2 separate regions of the Mus musculus genome follow, and region 2 is linked to region 1. A link is a contact called in public Micro-C data. All regions are on one chromosome and are shown on one strand. Each heading gives the region's core, a stretch centred on a gene start, on an enhancer-like site or on the middle of the called end of the contact. The rest is flanking DNA. Distances are from core to core; before and after follow the strand shown.

The links. Hi-C and Micro-C count contacts between places; a contact is called where the count stands out from the background.
Region 2: a contact with region 1 is called in a Micro-C map of the G1E-ER4 cell line, with 5 times the contacts expected there. The contact joins the promoter of Tmem186 here to the promoter of Eef2kmt in region 1. A contact is called at or near these places in 3 of 39 promoter capture datasets (cranial neural crest, maxillary cranial neural crest and second pharyngeal arch cranial neural crest) and 1 of 484 Hi-C or Micro-C datasets (the G1E-ER4 cell line).

Annotation. Positions count from the first base shown.
Region 1 is chr16:5,250,922-5,258,653 of GRCm38.p6, reverse strand. Eef2kmt (eukaryotic elongation factor 2 lysine methyltransferase) reads left to right here and starts at 2,698. Exons shown (of 8, transcript NM_027446.2): 1 at 2,698-2,813; 2 at 5,567-5,629. The coding sequence starts at 2,718. Gm15983 (a long non-coding RNA gene) reads right to left here and starts at 2,691. Exons shown (of 3, transcript XR_003951974.1): 1 at 2,643-2,691.
Region 2 is chr16:8,632,764-8,640,495 of GRCm38.p6, reverse strand. Tmem186 (transmembrane protein 186) reads left to right here and starts at 2,785. Exons shown (of 2, transcript NM_025708.5): 1 at 2,785-3,010; 2 at 4,104-6,765. The coding sequence starts at 3,008. The coding sequence ends at 4,751. Pmm2 (phosphomannomutase 2) reads right to left here and starts at 2,789. Exons shown (of 9, transcript NM_016881.3): 1 at 2,668-2,789. The coding sequence starts at 2,721.

The DNA.
Region 1 (7,732 bases), core at 1,449-3,948:
GAAACAGCCTGAGGAAGGTTGAAACTTTATTTAACCTTAAATTCCATTATAGAGTCTGCATTTGGTGCAATTTATATTTGAGCTATAAAATTTTTCTATAAGTTGAAACATGACCTATAAAAGGTCACTGCACCCTGAAGCAACATTCTAGGAAGAAATCAATTGGCCCTTTTTCTTACAGAAACCATTAGCCAGAGAAGAGATAGAGGAAAAAACTTCTTCATGCTGATTGAACTCCCAAACCCAAAGCATAATTTCTAAAAGGCAATGGCTTCATATAGCTAAAATGCATTAGGTTATTATTAGATTACAGGGAGCCTTTAATGTAGCCCCTGCACTACTGCCTCTTACAATGAAGGTGCAGAAACACTCAGATCAGACATCGACATCAGGAATCAGCACTCTTACACCTGAACACATCACGCCTGTGAGGTTCCTGGGTTCTCAAAAGTCCTTCGGTGAATTGGGTTCAGTTGGTAAAGGGCTTGCCTTACAAGTATGAGAAATGGAATTGAATCCATTCATCCAGAGTCATCCACACTTGTAACACCAGTGTTAATTTGTAGGGAGCAGCCAGACTAGCAGTGGGATCCAGGAACAATGCCAGGCCCTGTCTCAAAAAAACTGAGAGGAACAGGAACAGTAATGGAGATGCACTGTGTGCGCGCTCGCTGGCGCATACACACACACACACACACACACACACACACACACACACACACACACACACAGGATCCCTCTGTGACTTGTCCCTCCTACATTCAGATCTAATTAAAATGCATGATTTTTGTTGCACTCCAAGATAAGATGGCTCTGTAGCCCACGTAGGGTCTTTTTTCAAACTGTTCTTGTCTGTGGTATCAAAAGGTTAGACCAGCTTCCACTGGCTAATACTTTAGGATACATCATGTAGTACTACTATGATGCCAACTGCTGCTCTTTTGTTCTGTAGCAGCAGTGATCAATCACTAATATGAGTGATGTACAAGTGTATCTCTCTGGTTCCCATTTCTTGTATCACCAATTGCAGGCAGGGAACTGATCAAAATGGCACAGGCAAGTGAGCGCCCCGGAGGCCACTCTAAGCCAGCCTTCCTCAGTCACCAGGTCCCATGCTCCTTGGGTGAGTGCAGCATGAGGAATATGCAATGTGAGTCACAGTAATAGTCCAGCATGGCGGCACACACCGAGAAGCCTGGGTGCTTTGGAGGCTGAGGCAGGAGCATCACTGCAAGGTTCGGGCCAAGACGGGCTACAAAGAGAATACCAACCTAGCCAGGTCTGCATAGCAAGACACTGTAAAACAAACCAATAATGCTACTTCAATAACTCAGTGGGTATAGGCACTTGCCAAATGGCTTGAGTTCAACCCACATGGTAGAAGGAAAGAACCAACTTCTTCAAGCCATCCTCTGACTTCTATTTATGTGTGGTGGATCACAAACACACACATACACAAATAATCAATGTAAAGAAATTAAAAGGCAAAATCCCACAGAAACAATCATAGTTCATTTTATTTAAATCAAGTCAGCTCAGGGAATAAAAGACCAATCCCATCTTGGTCCCCTATGCTGGCCTGGATTTTTGGAGGGTCACAGACCTGACTGTAATTAATTCCCTTCTGTTGTTCTCCAAAACAAACCTCAGGATTTCTTGTCTAAAGGAGGTAATGGGATACAATCTGTCCCCTTCATCAACATTCTGCAAGTATATTTAACAAGCTAGCTCTAGAAGCTTCCAAATGGAGATTTTGAGACATTTGCTAAACTGAACTGTTACACCTTGAATGACAGTGCACACTTGGAGGACAACAGGGGTGGCTTGCCAGTGTCCTGCCTTTCAACTCTAGGGACTTTGAACAGAATACTCTGCCACCCACTGCAGCTAACTCCCACTCTTAGTTCAGATTCTATTCCTTGCAAGATGAAACAAAACTCCTGCTGGAAGCCTCTGCAATTCTGTGCACTAATTTTCAGAGCAGATACTGTTACTGTTATATGTGTGTGTGTGTGTGAACACATATACACAAATAACGTAAAGAAATTAAAAGATGAAACCCCACAGAAACAATCTCAGTTCATTTTATTTAAATGAACCCAGTTCAGGGAATAAAGACCAACTCCTTGGTCCCCTATGCTGACCTGGCTTCGTGGATGTGTGTGTGTACACGCGCGCACTCGCGCGTGTGCGTGCGCAGGTAGGCTGAAGGATCCCAGGTATCACTTCCTAACACCCAGGTGGGGTTAGACCCCTCCAAAAATCTTCCTCGGCTACTTCGAGGGCAGACCCACCCTAGCCTCGCCCCCGGCTGATCTGAGCTCGCCCCAGACCACCCAAAGACAACCGGCTAAGAGTTGCTCAACCTCAATCTCAGCCCCACCCCCATTCCCGCTCGGGCCCACCTTCCAACCCCCAGTTCCTGCCAAGGACCGCCCTCTGAGCCCCGCCCCCAAGCCAGTCTAGGCTTCGCCTCCAAGTTGCCAGCTCCAGCTCCAGGAACTGTTTAAAACGCTCCCCAGTCAGGCCCAACCCGGCCCGGTCCGCCTCTAACCCTGCCCCACCGTACTCCCCGCCCCGCGGGCACCATCTTGCCCCGCCTCCTGGGCCGGAACATAGACTAGCCCCCGCCCACATCTTACCTCCTAGTTGCCACGCCTCCTCCGTCTCAGGCCTCGCTTCCGCCCGTTTCCAGGCAACCCTGGCCCTGCCCCGCGATGGCGCCTGAGGACCACGAGGGGGCCACGTCTCTGCTGCAGAGTTTCGAGCGCCGCTTCCTGGCGGCTCGCGCGCTGCCCTCCTTTCCCTGGCAGGTGGGCGGCGGGCGTGCGGCGGGTATCAGGGTCGAGCACCACGGGCGGCGGGGCCGGGAGTCTCGGGCCGCCTTTGCTCACCGCTGGACTGGGGGAGGCAGGCGGGCCCTTCCCCGGCAGGGTTTACAGGGTCACGAACCGGGCTGGATTATTTTAGCAACTTTTAAGCCAGTAATCGGTCATCTTGGCGACTGCAAAACAACTTTGAAAAACTAAACGTCTTCAAATGGCAAGAGCCGCGCTCTCCTGAAAAGGAGGCCAGGTCCCCATCCGAAGGGCAGGCTTCAGGCAGAACCGTCTCAGAGGGAGTTCGGACTGAAAATGGTGCTTCCCTGTGGCCTGGGGACCTGCAGCTCGGACGCGAGGATCCTTTAGAGCGTGCCTCGCTGTTAACTCTTGTGCGGTGAGCTCACCGGCATGAGTTACTATAGATTTGTATTCCTCCAGAGTCTACCCGGTTTCGTTGGGTGGTTTGGGTAGTTGTATTATTTCATCGACATAAAATATCTCTGGTCTTAACGCAAAACGAAACCCGAATAACATATAAGTCCTTATTCAATGTCAACTGTAATAATAGTTCATGTGCTGTGCTAAGTACTTGCTCAGGGTCACCCACAGTGCACAGCACTGGCGTCTGTGGTCACTCCATTTGACCAGGAGTTTAAGAAGGAAAGAATCAGAGCTCTGGCCGGGGAGGCCAGCTTCCTGCTTATAGTTCTAATTCAACCCCCTGTGTGCTGTGGGACTTTACAAGAGGCTACATCTCTGTGCCATCATTTCTAATTAATACAGTAAAGGATACAATGATAGCAGCCTCTTGCTACTAAACAGCTGGACTTCTTTTCCTTTGCCCAGCTAGAAATCATAGATAGACAAAAAGTTCTGGGAGTGCTGATCTCTGCTGACTGTGTTTTTCTGTGCCGGCTGTAGGCAGACAAGACCAGTAATTGCAGGTTTCTTGAGTGTAGGGCCCTTGGCCCTCCGGGAGTTCTTAGGACATTTTTGGCTGCGAGCTTCCCAGCAGGCCAAGGTATTGGATTTCTTCAGCCCTTGGCAGCAGCCCTTAGAAACATACAGCTCTTGTGCAGGTCTTGGAAGTGCGGATTCATTAGCTCTTGACCATGGCCAGCCTGTCTGCTTTTACAATTCTGCCGTCCACTGTTGAGCCTTGACTGGGTCTGCTTTCTCCTTGTTACCCCCGCAGCCCGCACTACTAAAGTAGGCAAGAGACTCTTCCCAGGAGGTAGCGCGGGAGGGTTCCTTACAGTCTACTCCCTCTTTGACCACAGCAGCAGGCTGTGTAGGTGTCTGAACCAATCACGGCTTTGCCTCTTGTTCCATCCCAGCCATCCTTCCGCTACGCCACTAGGGGGCGTGCTCCCCTCTGTCCCACAGGAAATGAGTGCAGAGCAATACACTGTACACCCAGGTTTGTAACAGCAAAAAGTTTCAAACAGCCCCGGCTGAGCCCGCAGCTTCAGCAGTCATGACAATCAGGTCTGGTTGTCTAAGGGTGTTTATGGAGTGTTCAGGCAGCCAAGGCTGGTATAAGCTGTCAGACTGACAATCCTTTTGCTGAAGGCAACCAAGGTAGAAAGGGAGAGTCCCACAGCTCCAAATTAGGGAGTCATACTGCCCCATCCCCCAAACTGTAGCTTATGTATAGGAGAATGAACATAAGAGCGCTTCTACCAAGAACCTAAAGACTATCATGAACACGAATTGTGGACTTAACCGCCTGATTACTGTTGCTCCTGTATACTGTTGGCAGCCCCTCCTGTATCTCACTTTGTGGGAGTACGTGGGTACAAACCCTGACTTCCACCTGACTGTGGAAGTGCACTGAGTGCCTCCTAGCAGTTACTGGGTCAGTAAGTATTTACTGAATGCCGTCCATGAGCTGCACACCAGGGCACATCATAACACATGAGAAGCCAGCCCTAAAACAGTAAGGAACCAGAAGACACCAGGCAAAACCATGTGTGGCAGCTCATGCCTATAACCACAGCTTGGGGTCCTAAAGCAGGAGAGTCTGTGGATTAGAGGCCAGCCCCAGCTACAAGATGAGACCCTGTCTCAGACGGATGAAAAAATAAACAAGGAAATGACAAACAAAGTAGAGTCATCAAAGGCCTCCCCAAAGAGGTACTTGAACTGCTACCCAAGCCCCAGGGATGGTCTCAGAGAAGAGGGAGCAAAGGTCTTGTGGTAGAAACATGGTTGCCGTGCTTAAGAGCAGCAAGCCAGCTGCTGTGGCCACAGTGCAGGGAGCAGAAATAACACTGTATAGCTGTGCTCAGAAAAGGGTCAAGGCAGATTGTAGAGAACCTGATTGACATAAAGTGGCTTGCTGTGTGTCACATACCTGCCTGACTGGAGTTGTAGCTATAGTCCCTGTGTCAAAGATGCCGTCCTCAGGCTTGGCACCACACATCTGAGTCTCCATTTTAGCTTAGAGAGCAGATCTCAGGCCTTTACGCTGTAACTTGTTCCCAGCTTACCAGCTCAGCCCCAAAGTTGCCATGACCCCATGACTTCTGGCTGGGCAGCCACATCTGATGTGAATCGGGACACGGTCTTCTCATACTCAGCCATATGTGGCCCGTGACATTAGAGCAAGTTCACCTCTGGTGGCTTCTACTTAGGATTAGCCCCTAGGATTATACTGTTTACCGGAATATTCCACAGGAGTGTACTGTTGCTGAGAAAATGTCCCTGAGATGATCTCTCTCTCTCTCCTCTCTCTCTCACAGAGCCTAGAAGAAAAACTAAAGGACCCCTCGGGTTCTGAGCTGTTGCTGGCTATTCTGCAGAGGGTAAGAGCCCCAACATCCCCAGACAGCAGACCCAAGCCTTGCCAGTATCCTTTCCAAACACCAGTGTCCAGAGAACAAAAACAGCACTTGTGTTGGCATTACCCATAGGCATAGCACTACAGACAGATGTTTGGTTTTAGTGGATGAATAAGAAATTCAAATTCTAATTTAAACTGCACGAGATGAGGGAAGCTAGGAGATTTTTTTTTAAGGCTTTATCTCTATGGAACGATACTATGCCATTTTTTTCTAGATGGCTTTAACTTTTAGGTTGGTGTGTGAGAGAGAGAGAGACAGAGACACACAGAGAGAGTGAGACAGAGAGAGAGACAGAGAAATATATGTATTCACTGTCCTTGGAATCCAGAAAAGAGTGTCAGATTCCCTGGGGCTGGAATATAGGCAGTTGTGAGCTAGCACATGGGTGCTGGGAATCAAACCTGGGTCCCCTGGAAGAGCAGCCAGTGCTCTCAACCACTGAGCCATCTCTCCACCCCACACCCTCTGGGAAGTCTTGAACCAGAGATGACAGGTGACATATGACTGTTTCCAGCATTAGTTAACTGCTTTGAAATGTTGTTCTTTGCATAATAATAGAGCCCATCTTGCCTACTCTTGGACAAGCCACACCACCATGTCCTGTGCCTTAACCTTGAGGGTCGTGACTTTCAGCAGGGAAAACTGTAATCTTCCTCCCCAGAAGGAGCATGTTTGAATACAAATTCAGGGAAGACATTTGTCCCTAGCTGTTGCGGGGAATATTTGAAAAAAACAAAATGACTCCACCAACTCTCCGTGCTCCTGCTTCTCTCAACCCGCTAACTCTCCAGCCCCGCCGGGCCACGTCGTTCCTGCTCTAGTACCAGCACTGGTGGGCCACAACACTATGTTCTTGGCTGGGTCCCACCAACTCTGTCCCACATTCCAGTAACCAAATAGACCCGCCATCCTCATGGTTTAATACCCAGTAATCTGGTAAAAACAAGGCTCAGTGCTTATTAGTTAACCAGTCAGATTTATGTACCAATAAATTCTCAGTACACAAGATTCTAATACAATCATTTCAGAACCAATTGATAATGACAAAAGCTGCCCACCTAGATTGGACAAATTATCCCAATATTCTAACCTTTATGATATAAGAACCCGTGGCTGGTCATAGCTATGATGATTCACGTCTACTGCCATCTTCCTCCCCCCCCCCCCCCCCAAGATGCTCCCTGTCTCTGCAACTATTAGCTCACCTCCCTTTTCCCTGTCCTGTCACAGGCCTCCCACTGCCCTAATGCAATAGGAGAGGGAAAATCCTGTGACAACCTAGCAGCTGAGCCCACCCTAGGAGCCTAGACCAGGAATTCTATGCTGAGCCAGGGCCAATGCAGATTCAGTCTAAGCTATCTTGTATCAGAAAGATGAAGGGGGAGGCAGGCAGGCTTTGTCTCACAGCCTCCCATGGGTGACCAACCAAACTCAGCACGCTCCTTTAAGATCTAGTGGAGTTATCCACCAATGAGCCCTCAGTGGGAAGCCCTTGAAGGCCTTAAGGGAGCAATGATTAGAGCCCAGACAGGGACTAGAACGATGGTTCTCGAAACCTGTGGATTGTGACCCCTCTGTGACATCCAAGACCATCAGAAAATACAGATATTTACATCACAGTTCATACAGTAGCAAAATTAGTTATGAAGTGGCAAATTATTTTATGGTTGGTGGTCACAACATGAAGAGCTATATTAAGGGGCATTAAGGGGATTCTGTGGTCGTTCCAAGGCATCAAACTATACCTCCTTCCATAACCCATTTCCATGTCCTACTTTCTGCTGGTCCTCTGACCTCCTTTCAAAACTGCCAGGTCAGAGCCACCTGGGAGCTACCCCACACTGCTCTCCCTGGCTGAAGAGCCTGCACCTCACTTTTGGAAGCTTTCTGCTGAGTCATGAGTTCCTCTCTAGGCAAAGCTTTTGCTCTTCCATATTTGCCTGTTCCGTTCCATCTCCAACCCTCCTCACCACCTAGGCCTCATAGTCAGGACGACAGGCATCTGAGACTTCTGGTTCCTGCCACTGGGCCCTCACCTCATCTGTGAAGTCAGATAGCCCACTT
Region 2 (7,732 bases), core at 1,536-4,035, 3.4 Mb before region 1:
ACCAACAAATAAATGTGTGTGTGTGTGTGCGTGTGTGTGTGTGCGCGCGCGCTTCTGCCTTGTACAGAAGAGTATGCCAACTCTGCACTATGGTAATAGAATACTAGTGAGATGTGACTCTGAGCATTGAAGGGCGGTACCCTTGACCTTCATGCTGAGAGGAAAGGGGTGAAGTAGCTCAGTGACCCTGGTTTAAAGTCACTCAACAAGAGCAAACACACAGTGACAGGGACTGGGCTTCTCTGTTCATTATTTTTGTCAATGATCTCTGTGAGATTTTCCAGGATGCCACAGTTGGAAAATGATTCATGAAGCTGTTAGGGCCTGAATCCATTTGTCTTCTTTTGTTCTGAATCTTATCTCAAGTTACGGGGTAGGGAAGAAAGCACCCAGGAAGACAGACTTCTATACAAACAGGGAAATGTGCAAACCTCTGGGTCCGTGCTAATCACGTGGAGCCTACAGAGGCCATATCCTGTTACAACAACCACAATAAAAGATAACCTGTTCTTCCTCTTCCAGATTGCACTGTGATTAGTGATGTTTGATAACGCACACAGATGAGACAGGGAAGGCGGATGATACATAGATCTGTTGCTAGAATATTTTAATTGCAGAACCCAACATACAGGAAACTTCTCTTCTAAATTACTTTTCTCTTATTGTTACAATTGCTTGTGATCACTGCCCGCATGGTGTTCTAAGGGTTGAAAGCACATCTGGATCACCTGGCTCCTTCTCTATCTTATACTTCATGTCCATCTACTGCCATTTAGCTAGGGACACGGAAGCACTTTCCCAGTAGCTTATCTAGTACCTGGAGTGGTCTCCACCCTTGCACAGGAAAAGGAAATGACAAACAAGACCGTCAACAGTGCCCTGGAGCTTAGGTCCTTGAAGCACAGCTGCCGTAAGAAACGGAGGTGCCACGTCTTAATAGTTTTACTTCAGTTTCCTTATGGTAGAATGGTAGCAGCTGGACAGTAAATGCCTTTATTCTCAGCACTCAGAAGGCAGAGGCAGAGGCAGGGGGATCTCCATGAGTTCGAGGCCAGCATGGTCTACAGAGATAATTCAAGGACAGGCAAAGCTACACCAAGAATCCCTGCCTTGAAAAAACAAAAAACCAGCAGGGCAGTGGTGGCACACGCCTTTAATCCCAGCACTCGGGAGGCAGAGACAGGCGGATTTCTGAGTTCGAGGCCAGCCTGGTCTACAGAGTGAGTTCCAGGACAGCCAGGACTATACAGAGAAACCCTGTCTCGAAAAAAACAAAACACAAAGATCTATTCCACAGCCTGGTAAAGTACTTGGTCAAAAGCTATGACTCAGGAGCTCACAGGCACTATGGGGAAACCTACTAGTGTTCTTTTTGTTAAATGGAAATCTTGTCAAATTGCCTTCTAAATATTTATGTTTATATCCATAGATTAATGCCACTCTCAAGCCTGGTAAGAAAAGTTTCTCTTTGTAGTGGCAGTGGTCAATGCAGACGCATACCTGGACAAAGTGCTAAGAATAAGTGCCCTTTATCAACCCTGTCCAGGCTCAGGGGACAGAAAGAATGTAAGAGCCAGAGGACGGGGAGGAGCGTGGCGAATGAAATGCTGTCTTCTGGACATTATATGGCTGTTGCCTGCATGAATTCAGCAACTGTGGTTCCCTGCACAAGATCAAGTCAGTTAACATTCCAGCATGGGTGATATGTTGCCCATCACTTGGGGTGTGTTAGTGTGTAGCACTAACTGGACTTAGTGAGGTATTAAAATAAGAATTTTAAAAAGGACATGAAAATGGAAGAGGGATGTGTGAGTAGGTGTTCCCCAGAGGGAGCACAGGAAGGTTGGGGGTGAATATGATCAGATACACTGTACACATGTAATTGCAAAGGAATAAAAAAATTAAAAAGATAAGACTCACATATCTAAGGTTACACACACTTAACATGGGCTTCTGGAACAGTCCACGAAATCTAAAAGGAGTGGGGCAGAGACACCCAAGCTATTTAAGCCCAGTGTCAAGTTTGAGTGATTTCTGCTCAACCACGAATTTGTGTATAGGAGGCAGAAAGAATGTCATCACCACAACGAAACCACACAAACTTATCTTTGGCCCTAACAGCAAAATCTGTTAGCGGAACAAAGTCCCATTGGATCCTTGATCCTTTCAGCAAACAGCCTATTACTACCTGGGTCCCCATTGCTGCAGGGGCTCACTTTTGAGGCCTGATCTGGCGAGGAACTGTCATGAATTTCAGTGATCCTCACCAAAACATCCCAAGCAACAGGCAATGCCCCAGTTAAAGTGGCTTCAAGGGCTCCGAGAAAGATTTGCTGAAGGTCAGACGACTGAGAACCTGCCTTTGGTATATTAGAAGAGACAGCCAAAGGTGACAGGGCTGGGGAGGCGAAACAGCAGGTCAGAGGGCCGAGGCTGGAGTTCAAGCCAGGTCACCAGCCCCGAGGGCCCGAGAAGAAACTCAGGCCCGAACTTTCAGACTCTGAACACGTTTCCTACTCGGAAGGTTTTTTGGGGGCCCCCTCCCTGCGCACCCCACTCAGGACCCCGCTCAGGACTCGCGTCTCCTGGTTCCCGGACAGTCGTTACCGCGGTCTAGGGCAGCAAGGGCTCTGCTCCACCACCGCGAGCCTCCCGGGCGCCGCCTACCTGCCGCGGGGCAGTCAGGGTCCCATCCATGTCGAAGAGACAGAGAGTGGCCATTTCTCCAGTCAGAAACCTCGACCGCACCAGGAACTCTACCCGGAACTCTACCCGGAACTTCCGGGTCCGCTCCGAGCCCTGGAGTTCCAAGGCACCATGGGAAGATTCCCTAATGGTTCACAGAACACCGGTGGCGGTTACAAAATTTGAACTACAGTTCCCAAGCCATAGTAATTTTTTTTTTTTTTTTTGAATTAGCGCATGCGGGTTTTTAACCGCCCGCGCATGCGCCCTTCAACTTTCCGGTGACAAGTACAGCGTGCGTCCTGTAGCAGGCGGCGGGCTCATGGTAGGAATGTCAGGAGGGAACGCGCTCCCCGTCCCCGGTCGGGTCTAGGACTGGCAGGCAGGACGCCTGGGCTGACCATTCGGGAAACCGGCCAGTGGAAGGCCAGAGTCTATTAGCTTGGGCTGTTTTCCTGCTTTGTCCCGGGCCCTTGGGTCACGTGGACGGTCTGCGTCGCTGCCACTTCGTACGTACACACCCGGTTCAGAGCTTAAGAGCCGTGTCTCCCTCAGCGTATTCTGAGGTTTTCTTTGGAAGGGTGAAGAAGGATGCACAGCTAGTGTCCTCTTGACTCCAAAGCCCAGAATCTGCTCACTCCAGAGAACCACAGGCAGTGTGTTGAGGGCCTCCGTGCCTCACGTCTCTGCTTCCTTCCCAGACAGGTTAATGATACAAAGAGGTTCTCTGGCCGCGCAAGGCACTCGGAGAACTGCAGAGGTCCTGTGATAAGTACCCCACGGCTTTGTTGTGTGGGGTTCTGACACCGATTGATTTACCCCTTAAGGAAGGGCGGTCCTTCAAGTCCGCTGTTGCCCGGTCTCTAGTGAATAGCTGAAACGACAGGTTTTCTATGTTCATTTAGACCTGCCTAGGAGGAAGGGCCCGTCCGAGCTCCAGACTGCCCGTGTTTCCCTGTACTTGGGGCTGTGAGGTGGGGTGGGGGAGGGCTTAGGTTCTTAAAAATGTTTTTGTTGTTTTGTTTTAATCTTGTGTGTTTAGTTTGTGTGCATATGCTTGTGCTTTGGCATACGGGGCTCCAGGACGTACTGCGTGAGTAATTTCTCTTCCTTCACCGTGTTGGCCTGAGGGATCAAATTCAAGTTACCCGGTTTGGTACCAAGCACCTGTACTAGATGGGCTATCTCACTAACTGCGACTAGGGTTTTGTTTGTTTAGTTGTAAAAATGGGAGAAGGTACCTATTTAGAATAGAATTCCACCAAAAAAAAAAAAAAATTAAGTGTCTGGCTTTATCACTTTCCTCTGGAAGTCATGGTGACTTTCCAGGAGCGGTTGAAGCCCTTCTGGGAGATGCTTTGTCTTGTTCATTGTGTGATTAGCATGGGTGACTTCTGAAATGAACCTCTCTCTTCCAGGCTTTCCTCCTTCGAGTCGTGCCAAGGTTGCAGGGGCCCACTGCATGGAGGAGGCCTCTACAGGGACTATGGTGCTGCTCTGGGCAGGGGGATTCCAAAAGGTGGGTGGGGAGCAGGTCTCCCCACTCACGGGAGAAGTCACCAGGCACCGAGACCGAAACATTCCATACAATCTACCGGTTCCGAGCCATCCGAGCAATTGGGTTCCTCTCGCGGCTGAAGTTGGCCCAGACAGCTGTGACTGTGGTGGCCCTGCCCCCGGGCTTCTATTGCTACTCACAAGGCCTCATGACCCTCAGTTCACTGTGCCTTCTGGGTGGGGTCGCCAGCTTTGCCCTGGCCATGCTCTGTTGGATGAGCCACTTCTTCCGGAGACTGGTGGGCATCCTGTATGTGAACGAGTCGGGCACCCTGCTCCGAGTGGCCCACCTGACCTTCTGGGGCTGGCGGCAGGACACGTACTGTGCCGTGTCAGACATGATACCCCTGTCAGAATCCCAGGAACGGGTTCAGGATGTGTTTGTACGCATCCAGCAGTACAGTGGCAAGCAGACCTTCTACCTCACCTTACGCTATGGCCGAATCCTGGACAGGGAACGGTTCGCACAAGTGTTCGGAACTCTGGCCACACTGAAGAACAGCAAGTAGGCCTCTCATAGCCCTCGTTACACTTGGATTTTAGACAGAAGGCCTAGGACATGGATGAGACAAAGCTAATACCAGGGACTGGGCTGGTGCTCACTTTGTAGAATGCTTGTTTAGTGTGCAGGATGTGAAGCCCTGGGTTCAGACCCTAGCACTGCATAGAACAAGGCATGGCTATGCCTGCCTGTACTCAGAACTGGTGACACAGGCAGGTGGAGAAAAAGTTCAAGGTTGTTTTGGCCCAAAAAGGAAGCTTTAGGAAAAAGCCCTTAGTGGAACATAGGACATCCCATCATATAGTGGCGAGAAGTTTCTGTGAAGAGGCAGTTGTTGGAGGAGTGCTATGCCAAGGTCACTAAGGCAGACCGCTGCTGTAAAGCTGGGAGGCAGGAGGGTTGGCAGAGGAGCACAGGATGTGGGGTCTGGGGACTTGGGTTCTGCTGAGCCTTAGCTCCTTGACAAGTTTCTGAACCTTGAATTGCATTGTGAGATGGAAAACCCTTCTCATGGGAACGGGTATGGCTAGGACTTTGTGACAGAGCTCTTGCCTAGCATGTATAAGGTCCTAAGTTCCATCCCCAGCACCACAGAACAGGCAAAACCAGTGAATACTGAGTGCTGTATAAGGTACACAGCCCAGAGCTTACAACATAGAGCAAGGCTTCTAGGGTGCCAATGGGGCCCAGCACTTACTCATGCTCACCAGCTGGACGGCCATGGCTAAAGCCCAGAGTGAACTTATTTTTTCCCATCAGCAAGTCACTGTACACCAACAGAGGTAGGGACAGCACCCCTGAGACTACATTGATCCCTAGGAGGTCCGGGGGTGCTCACACTTGAGAGCTTTGTAGTGTCATCGCAGCAGAGGGACTGTGTCCAAGCAAAAATTCATCATCTAAAGGACAGTGCATATGCTTTTCATAATAACAGCAAACACTTGCTTATTAGGTAATTGTACCTGCATTAAAAGGAAAGCAGTCGTGATTTTTGTAATTTGTCTACCAGAATGCTTTGCTTTGTAGCTTTTTAGTAATTTCTTTCCTTTAAGAATTTTTCTTTTAATTATTTGTGTGTTTATCACTGTGCATATAAGGAGATTGGAGGACAACTTTTCCAAGTTGCGTTCCTTTTAGCATTTGGGTCTTGTGGGTTAAATTCAGGTTGTCAGGCTTGACAGCAAGCCCCTGCACGCACTGAGCCATCCTGCTGGTCCTCTCTAAAGTAAGCAGAGCATGAACACAGGTAACAGTAGACTAGACGTGCCAAAGTGTGTGTGTGTGGAGGGGTCCCACCACAGGCCTACACAAAGAGCTACAGGCAACATGGGAACTCTGAGAGCAGGAGTCTTCCTCAGGGGAGGGCACACCCAGTGTGAAGTGGGCGACCCTGAAAACTGGCACATGCAAGCACAGAGTGAGCCGGCCGTGTTTAGAAGCATATGCACGGACACAACAATATTAAGGAGAAACAGGCCACGAACTTGAAAGGGCAAGGGAAGGTTTGGAGGGAGGAAAGGGAAGGGGGAAGGAAGTACATGTAATTCTATTGTAATCTCAAAAAACCCTTAAAATGTGCATATCAGATTATAACCATTTTCAATGTCCTGGACATGTAGCATATCCTTGCGTTTCGTAGCTGTCGATCGCCGCTGGCTAGTTCCAGCACTTCACTCTCCCAGATAGGATGTAGGCACTTAGGCCATAGCTGTCCCTGCCTTCGTCCTCTCCACCTCTGCCTGTTTGTAGGCATCAGTTAATCTGTCTGAATTTGTTATTCTGACATCCATGAAGGGAATCATGATATGTTTCCTCCTGTGCTTCCCAGTGCTAACTTGGTGGTGTTCAGAGATTAATACACTTGAGTCAATGAAAGTGTTTGTGGGTTAGTTCTTTGTGACTTGACTCTGGGGTGCACTTGAATGTGAATGTATATGTATGCTTACCAACTCAGCAGGTCAGTGGACATGATGGGCTATCTCCTCCACTCCTCGATATGTGAATAACACTGAAGTAAACAGTAAACAAGTGCTTGTTTTTGTCCCTGCTGAGGATAGAGAAGGACATAAAGAAACTAAGCTTCTTAAGAGCCTGTAGGTCCTAGTATCCTCCGAAGCCATGCTTCAGTGACCTAACTTCAGTAGGTCCCACCTAGGATTCTTTTTAGCTTTGTTTTTTTCCTAAGGTACTTAAAAAATGCATGTATTTTTATGTATATGGGTTTTTTTTTTCTACTTGTAGAGTCTGCACATCAGAAGAGGGCATCAGTTCATATTATAGACAGTTGTGAGCCATCATGAATGCTGGGAATTAAACTCAGGACCTGGGGAAGAGCAGCCCACTCTTAGCTGCTGAGCCATCTTTCCAGCCTAGTAGTTTTTATTTTTTTGAACTGTATCTCCTTATTTTACTCCTGGCTATCCTGGAGCTTGCTATATGTAGATCAGACTGGCTCTTAACTCAGAAATCCTCTAGCCTTTGCCTCCTGAGTGTTGGGATTAAATAAAGAGGTATGCACCACAATTCCAGGGTTTTTTGGGTTTTTTTGTCTTTTTTTTTTTTTAAGACAAGCTCTGACCATGTAGACCAAGCTGGCCTGCTGAACTCAAGAGATAAAGAGATCCACTTGCTTCTGCTTCTTGAGTGTACACCATCACGTCAGGCCACAATCTCAAGTGGTTTGTTTGTTGGCTTGTTTTTTTGAGACAACTTCTCTGTGTAGCCCTGGCTGTCCTGGAACTCACTCTGTAGATTCAAACTCAGAGATCCATCTGCCTCTGCCTCCCAAGTGCTGGGATTAATGGCATGTGCTACCACCACACAGGTAGCCTGCTTTGTAGGGCCTTTTTGTTTCAGCGTTTTGAGACGGGATCATACTGTAATTGTAGGATTTGGGAAGCAGAGGCAGGAGGAGCACTGCCACTCTGAGGCCCCGTCTACATAGTACCAGGATTGCATAGAGCCTGCCTGGAAACAATAAAGCCTTCC